Linked DNA regions of Mus musculus: region 2 is linked to region 1. A link is a contact called in public HiChIP or PLAC-seq data. All regions are on one chromosome and are shown on one strand. Each heading gives the region's core, a stretch centred on a gene start, on an enhancer-like site or on the middle of the called end of the contact. The rest is flanking DNA. Distances are from core to core; before and after follow the strand shown.

The links. HiChIP or PLAC-seq counts read pairs in DNA pulled down with a chosen protein or histone mark.
Region 2: a contact with region 1 is called in an HNF4G HiChIP or PLAC-seq map of pancreatic cancer cells. The contact joins the promoter of Anln here to the promoter of Kank2 in region 1. A contact is called at or near these places in 1 of 39 promoter capture datasets (pre-B cells) and 1 of 115 datasets of contacts at active chromatin or transcription factors (pancreatic cancer cells).

Annotation. Positions count from the first base shown.
Region 1 is chr9:21,796,729-21,800,518 of GRCm38.p6, forward strand. Kank2 (KN motif and ankyrin repeat domains 2) reads right to left here and starts at 1,818. Exons shown (of 12, transcript NM_145611.4): 1 at 1,754-1,818. It overlaps Dock6 (dedicator of cytokinesis 6), which reads right to left. Exons shown (of 50, transcript NM_177030.3): 50 at 3,452-3,671. The coding sequence ends at 3,629.
Region 2 is chr9:22,387,552-22,391,341 of GRCm38.p6, forward strand. Anln (anillin, actin binding protein) reads right to left here and starts at 1,655. Exons shown (of 24, transcript NM_028390.3): 1 at 1,419-1,655. The coding sequence starts at 1,436. It also overlaps a transcript of 9530077C05Rik not described here.

The DNA.
Region 1 (3,790 bases), core at 568-3,067:
CTACATAGAACTTCCTGCCCCCTCAGGATGTGTCTGGGTTGGGGGGGGGGATACAGTAGGGATAGAGTGGGGTGAAAGACTGGAAAGTCATAGAGATGGAAGTAAAGAGGGGGGCCTACAGGCTGCAGAGTGGGGATAATCAAGACTTCTTGCTAAGCCCACTTCAACCCTGGAGGTTAGCCAAGGTCAGTCCTTTCTGTTGTCTGCCCTGCAGCTGCTTTGCTGCAGACACCTCCACCCATCTCACCCTCCAGAGCAGGCCACTCTAGGCTGTAGATGTTGGGACAGTGGGTGCCTGGGAGGGTGGATCAGATGGGGCGCCTGCTGGGCATGAAGGCAGGCCTCGGATGGTCCTTCCCTCTGGCTTAGTTCCCCTCCATAGCTCTGTCCCTCCAGTTTGTGTCTCCTCACGTCTCTGCCCTCACTTTGCTGGCATGAACACCTGAAATGCAGTTACCAGTTGTAGATAAAATTGGCTCTGCATCTGCCTGGAGCCTCAGAACCTCCAAGGACAGGAAGTTAGTCCAAAATATTTTCTGAGGACTTAAGAGAGACACAGAAGTAGGGAGCAGAATTGGGGTAGCCTGGGCTAGGGGCACTGAGGTGGAATGAATAATGAATAATTACCACACCGTTTTGTTTGGTTATTTAAGGCAGTTTCCTGTAGCCCAGGCTGGCCTCAAACTCACTATGTGGCTGGGGATGACCCTGAAATCCTGATCCTCCAGCCTGCACCTCATAAGTGCTGGCGTGGCTGGCTACACCACACCACACCATACATTCTGGGGTGGAACCCCCGGTTTCATACATGCTAGGCCCACGTTCTCCATCCCCAGCCATGCTTATGTTTTTGGAAAAAGATCTTGCAAGCTGAGTGTAGCCTCACATGCCTTTAATCCCAGCACTTGGGAGGCGGAGGCAGGCAGATCTCTGACTTGAACCTAAAACGGGGCAGATTCGCCCAAAGCACCCCTAGACCCTATACATCTTACTCTCCAGATGGAGCGATGGAGGTCTACGGGTCTCGTTATCTAACCTCAGGCTGGTAACTCCGTGGCGGGAGTCGGAGGAGGCCCCTCTCTCCACAAGATCCCGGGATGAGAGAGGCGGAAGGAGGCTGGAAGAATCAACAGGTGGGAGTTTCCAGGAAAGGGCCACAGGGTCTCCCCAGAGTGCACCCCCCCCCACCACCAGCCTGGGTGAATCTGGGATCTGGGGGTTTTCCTGCCGCGCTCCCTCCGCCCCTAAAGTTGGGGGTGAGGAGGACCCCGCCCCGGGCGGGGAGGGGGCGGGGCCTGCGGGGTCCCAGTCTAATGGCAAACATCTGCTGATCCCCACACCCGCCCAGCAGCCAGGCCCAGCCCGGCCGGACGCCCGGATGCCTTCCCGCCGCTGAGGGGCCTGGTCCGGCCACCCGGAGCTGCGAGAGCGGGGACCTGGGAAGGTTAGGGGACAGAGCTAGACGAGAGTGGCGGAGCAGAGGAAGAGAGGCAGGGAATGATAAAGGCATAGAGGTGGGCTAGGGGCAAGGGAAGCAGGGCCCAGGTCAGGGCTGGGGAGGGGAGAGGAGCGCGGGGACCCAGACGCTCCGGTTTGCAAAGTTTGGGCGCAGATGTTAAGACTTGAGAGGGACCAGCTAAGAGAGAGTGTGCGAGCTTGTAGCCTCGGGTTGGAGGTGGGTTAGAAATCCTGATAGTGCCCCTAGAGTAGCCCGGACCCCACGCCACCCCGATCAGCCCTCCGTCCCACTCGCCTGGCACGCTCGAGCCTCCGCCGTCCCAGGCGTCCTGCCCGCTCCGCCTCAGTCGCCGCAAGCTTGCGGAGCCAGCGCGGTAGCCACGCCCCCACCAGAAAGCCACGCCCCTCCAGTCTCCCGGGCGCCTCGGCCGCGGGGCCTGGGGGCGAAGTTGAAGGGTGGTCGTGGGGGTGCACGCGCTCTCGCTGCGGCCTGAGCACGTCCTAGGGTCTCAGTCGGCTCCTGGCCACCAGCCCTCCGGACAGGGTCCCCGCTTCTCCAAGCCTGGTGCCCGCCCTTCGCAGCTGGACGCTGCAGGGGGCGGAGCTGGCCGCAGCCCAGCTCGAGGGCGGGTGCGGTAGCGGCGACTGGAGGTCACCCCTCCCCCGTTGGCCGCCAGCAGCTGGAAGTCTTCCAGCTGCAGGCCGGGTGCACCATGGCGTGACCGCCGACCCAAACTCTAAGATTGCAGCACCCACACCCCAATCTCCTGAAATTGAAGTTGTGCCTCAGTTTCCCCATCAGCAAAATGGGGTCAATCACATGACCCATCTGTTAAGTGTGTTCAGAAAATTCCCTTCATACTACTCTTGGGCTGACACAAATCACAGGGCGTGGTTTATTGATTTTGTGAGGTTGGGGATGGACCCCAGGACTCTGAATGCTAATCACTCTGCCTCTAAACTACACCCTAGTCCAGAGATGAACTTCTGTTTGCACTGGACTTTCTGAAGCCACTCTCACAGCGGGACTGCACACCTGTAGTCCCAGCACATGAAAGATGTGGAGCCAGGGCGATCAAGTACTAGAGAGGTCACCTTCTACTCCAGTAATTCTGAGCCAGGAGAGACTGTCTCAAAATAAACAAACTAAAGACAAAACAACAGGAAAGAAAGAAAGGAAGAAAGAAAGAAAGAGAGAGGAAGGGAAGGGGAGGAAAGAGGAAAAATATAGCTTCCTGGAAGCCTCTGCTTAGCACACGTGACAGGTGGATGTCTCAGTGGGTAAACTGCCTGCCGGTGTGAACTAGGATCTGAGTTCGAACTCCAGCATCTACATAAGAGTTGGGCCCACAAGTTTACCTGTAAGCCGAATTCTGGGGGCTGGGCAGATCTCTATGGCTGGGGCTTACCAGCCAGTGAACCTAGCTGCATCTATGAACTCCAGGTTCAATGAGACCTGTCTCAAAAAATAAGTGGATGACCAAGGGGAGGCTCGTCAGATGTCAAGACGAAGGTGCCTGCTGCAAGCCTGAAAGCTCAATGCCTGCGATCTATACAGTGGAAGGGGAGAACTGAGTTCTGCAAACTGTCCTCTGACTCCACATGTGTGTCATGGCACCCATGCACCCACAAACATACAGACAGACAGAAAGAGAGAAAGAGGAGAAAAAAATACAATTAAAAATGATAAACCATTTAATCCCAGCACTTAGTAGAAAAGGCTGAGGCTGAGGTGGATGGGTCTTTGTGAGTTCAAGGCCAGGCTGGGAAGCAAAGTAAACACAAAACAAAAAGTGGAGAGACTGAGGAATACTCGTACATCACACGCTTGCACACGCAAACCCTCACCACAGGTGGACACACGTGACCTCGCACACAGGAAACACTCTTTCCCATGGCCATGTTACAATGTGAGTGTGTTCTCTTCTCCCACTGAATGAACGTCACTGCCCCCAGGGCAGGGGCCATGTCAACTGTCAGCACACCACACAGGTTGTATATAAAACTCACTTTAAATTAAAAACAAACAAAAACAAAATTTAGAATCCATCAGTGCAGACAGACAGGGGGCTCATCTCCTAGGACTTCGACTCGGGGCAGCTATAACTCCAGAAAGGCACAGGCAGCTGAGGTGTGGGTGCTGGTCTTCTGGGTGTGGCTCTTAGCCTTGTCAGAGGTCAGCCTTCCTGAAACTTGATCTGTTCATGGAGCTCCTGGGGGCAGAAGGCAGGTTAGCAGGCCCCAGGACCCCAGCTCCACAGTCCACCCCAACAGCTTCATCCAGCATCAGAAAACCCTTCCAAGAATCTGTGTGGCCTTTCTTCTGTCCAGC
Region 2 (3,790 bases), core at 405-2,904, 590 kb after region 1:
TTATTATTAAAATGAATTTTTTTCAAATTCATTTATTTGTCTGTATAGGGATACCATACACAAGTATGTCTGGGTACCACATATGTATCTGGGGTCCCTGGAGGCCAGAAGAAGACATTAGCTTCCCCGAGACTGGAGTTACAGGCTTTTATGAGACTCAAATGGGTGCTGGGAATTGAACCTAGGTTCTCTGGAAGAGAAGCCAGTGCTCTTGGCAGCTGAGCCATCTCTCCAGTCCTCTATTAGAAATTCTAACGTTATCAAAATGTTGTTTTCCTCAAGATAACTGAGAACTTCAAACGGAGCACAGGGTGTGTGGGGCAGCATAACTGTCAAGTTGAAATCTTTAATTGTTGAAATCCTTAACTAGTATCTTGGGCTTAGCTTATGGAATTGTTAACTACACTACCCAAAATAAATTATTACTATCCTCTACGACATTTTTCAATGTAGTACAGAAACACTGTATGCCCACTTTACAAAACTCACAAGTCTTGAAATTTAAAGAACAGCTTGAAGCAAAAGAAAAAGAGGAACTGTCCTGCAATAAAAGAATGGGCCAACAGCAACACGCAATCCTGAATGTCGGTGTACAGCTGCAACGTGAAGCTAAAACTAGGCATAAATAATAAGATTAACAACGGAATCTAGACCTTATTTCCAAGGAAGAGATGAGGAAAGCATTGTTGAAATGATACGCTACATAAACACTGAGGTGTACCAACCCTACAGCATACACTTATAATTTTGTTTTGTACACGCTGAGGTAACTATAAGCCCTGTTTCCTTTCAACCAGTATCAACCCTGTGCATGAGACTTTCTTTCTAAAGTTAGTAGAGCCGTGACTTATGAAGGACGCCAGGCTAAAGCACCTGCTCATTTAGACTTCGGTGGTTTCATCACAGGATTCTTAAGCGCTCAAGCTCCTCTGGGCCTGTGAAGTCCTTTATCACTTCCATCAGATTCCAAGCACACAGTACGAGTCACTGGGCCGACTCCACCCTGCCAACTATTCCAGCTTTAGGGCAGGGCTTGTCCCACTAGGCCCCTGAGCGGCACTCTCCCGGGTCACAGCAAGACGGATGAAGGATGGAGGGAAGCGTGCTTTAAGTCCCGGGAGCCGGGGGGGCAGGCTCAAGCCAGAGCGCCCAGGCGCTCACACCCCGAGCCAGCACTTGGGGGAGTGGAGGAAGGCTAAACGACTACAGAGCTCGGGGTTTGCATGGGGTTTTTGAGGCCCTGCCTTCCCCAGAGCCAGGGACGGAGCAGCGAAGCCGGGGCGGCTGCGACCCCGCGGCTTCCGTCCGGCTGCACGCTCGCTGTGCGCACGCGCCACGCTGGCCGCAGGCTGACAGCGCGGGCGGGGGTCCCGGAGTCGGCAGGGGTCATGGTTCACAGCGCCCGCAGAGTCTCTCACCTCGGTAAACGGGTCCATCGCCCCAGGCCTCACCAGTGGACGGCTAGACGGTGGGTCCGACGGTTCAAACTCAGGAAGAGGAAAGAAGTGAGTGCAGGCTCGGCGCAGCTCCTGGAGGAGGACTGCAGTCGAGGCGGCGGGCGCTCTCACACCCAGTCGGCTCTGCCCTCCGCACCCACGGAGTCGGTAGGCTACCACGGCCGTTCAAAATTTGAATTTCAGCGCCCCGGACGACACGCATGCGCGCGGGGTGGGCGGGGCCGGGCGGGCCGCTTGCCCCCGCCCCTGAGCTAGGTCACGTGATGCGGCCAAGTTGGGACTGGTCCGGAGCTGCGAGCACTGCTCTCTCTCCTCCGCTTGGGTGGAGACGGTTCTGCCGTTGAACTGCCTAGGGAGAGGGCCCTGCCATCCCGCACGCACCCACGCACGCCGTAGCGGGTCCCTTCCTGACTCTGTCAGCTCCCGCCGCCCTGCCTTCTTCCTCCGTGGGCCTTACGAACCCGGTCCGGCCCTCTGGCCTTTGGGCCTGATCCTGCCACCAGAAGTGGGACTAGACAGCCAGCTTGACCTCCTGAGAGACCACTCTGGCGGGTCCCCACACTCTCAGCCAGTGACTAGTTCTTTGTTTGGTGGGGAAAAGAGATGACAGTAACAGACCCTTCGGTTTTAAATCCCAGTCAACTACCCAAAGCCAGCAGTGAGAACACTTTGAGAGAAGGGACAATCGGAAAGTCCATATTTAATAAAAGTTCCCGTTTAACAGGCAGAAAGCAGGACAAACTATTGCACGAGTAACTTTTAATCTGACTTTCCTTTTCCTCTTCCTGGGAGGGTCTTTTGGAGACCCTCACAGTGTCTTACCATTTGACATTCTGCTAGGCTTTCCAAGAATGTGTCTAAAAAGATGGGTTGCCAAACCTCTGGTAGTAGAACTGTTTGCCTTTATACGTCAAAAGGTCGACAAAGCACCAAAATCTCTGTGCCTAGGTTGGTGCTGTGAGAGCTAAAGTCCTTACGAGATTGTGTAAAACAGATGTATGGTAGCAAGGTTTATGGTTGAGTCTCTGTGTCCTAAATGAGTCCATAACAGGATCAACTGTGCTTATTGAACAGAAAAACTGAAAGTGTTGAAGGGTCAAGTCCAGAATCAAAGCTAAATAAAAATAGGAAGCTTGGGGCCAGCGACAGAGCACATGCTAGCTATGAGGGCGCTTGCTACCAAGTCTTGGGACCTGAATTCTAGACCCAGAACCAGTTCCAGCAAATTGTCCTCTGACCTGCACACACACACACAGGAAATAAATTAATGATGTTTTTCTAAGTAATAAAGAATTTAAAAATGTATAGATTGTAATAAACTGAATTTGGGGCATGGAATAAGAACTTCTTTAAGAGCAACTTCTAAGAATTCAGATCCTTGGGACCACAGTATAACAAGAATAATAAATTTCCTTGGTGCCTTGGAGCTGTGAAATGATAGAAAATGGAAGGAGCTTTGTTTAAGTGTGTGGTGTGTGGGGTTGTTAGAATTTGCTACCTATAAACCAAAGGGAACGGATGCCTGAATTTTTTTTCAAGCACTGAACAGGAAAAGGGGTGTGGGTACTTGGGGTGTGGCTGTGTAGGTCAGTCTTGGGAATGAGTCATTGGAAATTTATGTAGCCGTTGTGCCTTCGGGCTGTTGCCTCTGTAATCCTTGGTTTCATTGTAAACAATTTGATTCTAGCTAGCATGGATAAAGCAGTATTGCTACTCTAAACTTGTAGGTTTTTTTTCCTACTACCACGCCCTGTAGCGTTGACCTTTCATTAATGTCTTGATCATAGTGGTAATAAGGATAGCAGCACCCACCAGTACAATAGCTCCCATGTATGAAGCTGGTCTATCCCAGAAGCCATGCTACAGATTCAAGAGCACACCCCTAGACCACTGCAGTTGTCTCCTAACATTTCTGTGTGAGTCTCTGACCCATAGCAGTTCTTTCTTAAGCTTATAAGCTGGAATAACTTTTCTCATTTAAAAAAAAAAAATCAGGCTGGTGAGATGGCTCAGTGGGTAAGAGCACCCGACTACTCTTCCAAAGGTTCAAAGTTCAAATCCCAGCAACCACATGGTGGCTCACAACCACCCATAATGAGATCTGATGCCCTCTCTGGTGCGCCTGAAGATAGCTACAGTGTACTTACATATAATAAATAAATAAATAGATAGATAGATAGATAGATAGATAGATAGATAGATAGATAAATCTTTTTAAAAAATCATTGCTGGATATGGTGGTAATGCATACAATCCCAGATTATCATCATCTAACCAAGGGGCTTGAGACATGGCTCAGCAATCAAGAGCATTGGTTGCTCTTCCAGAGGAAC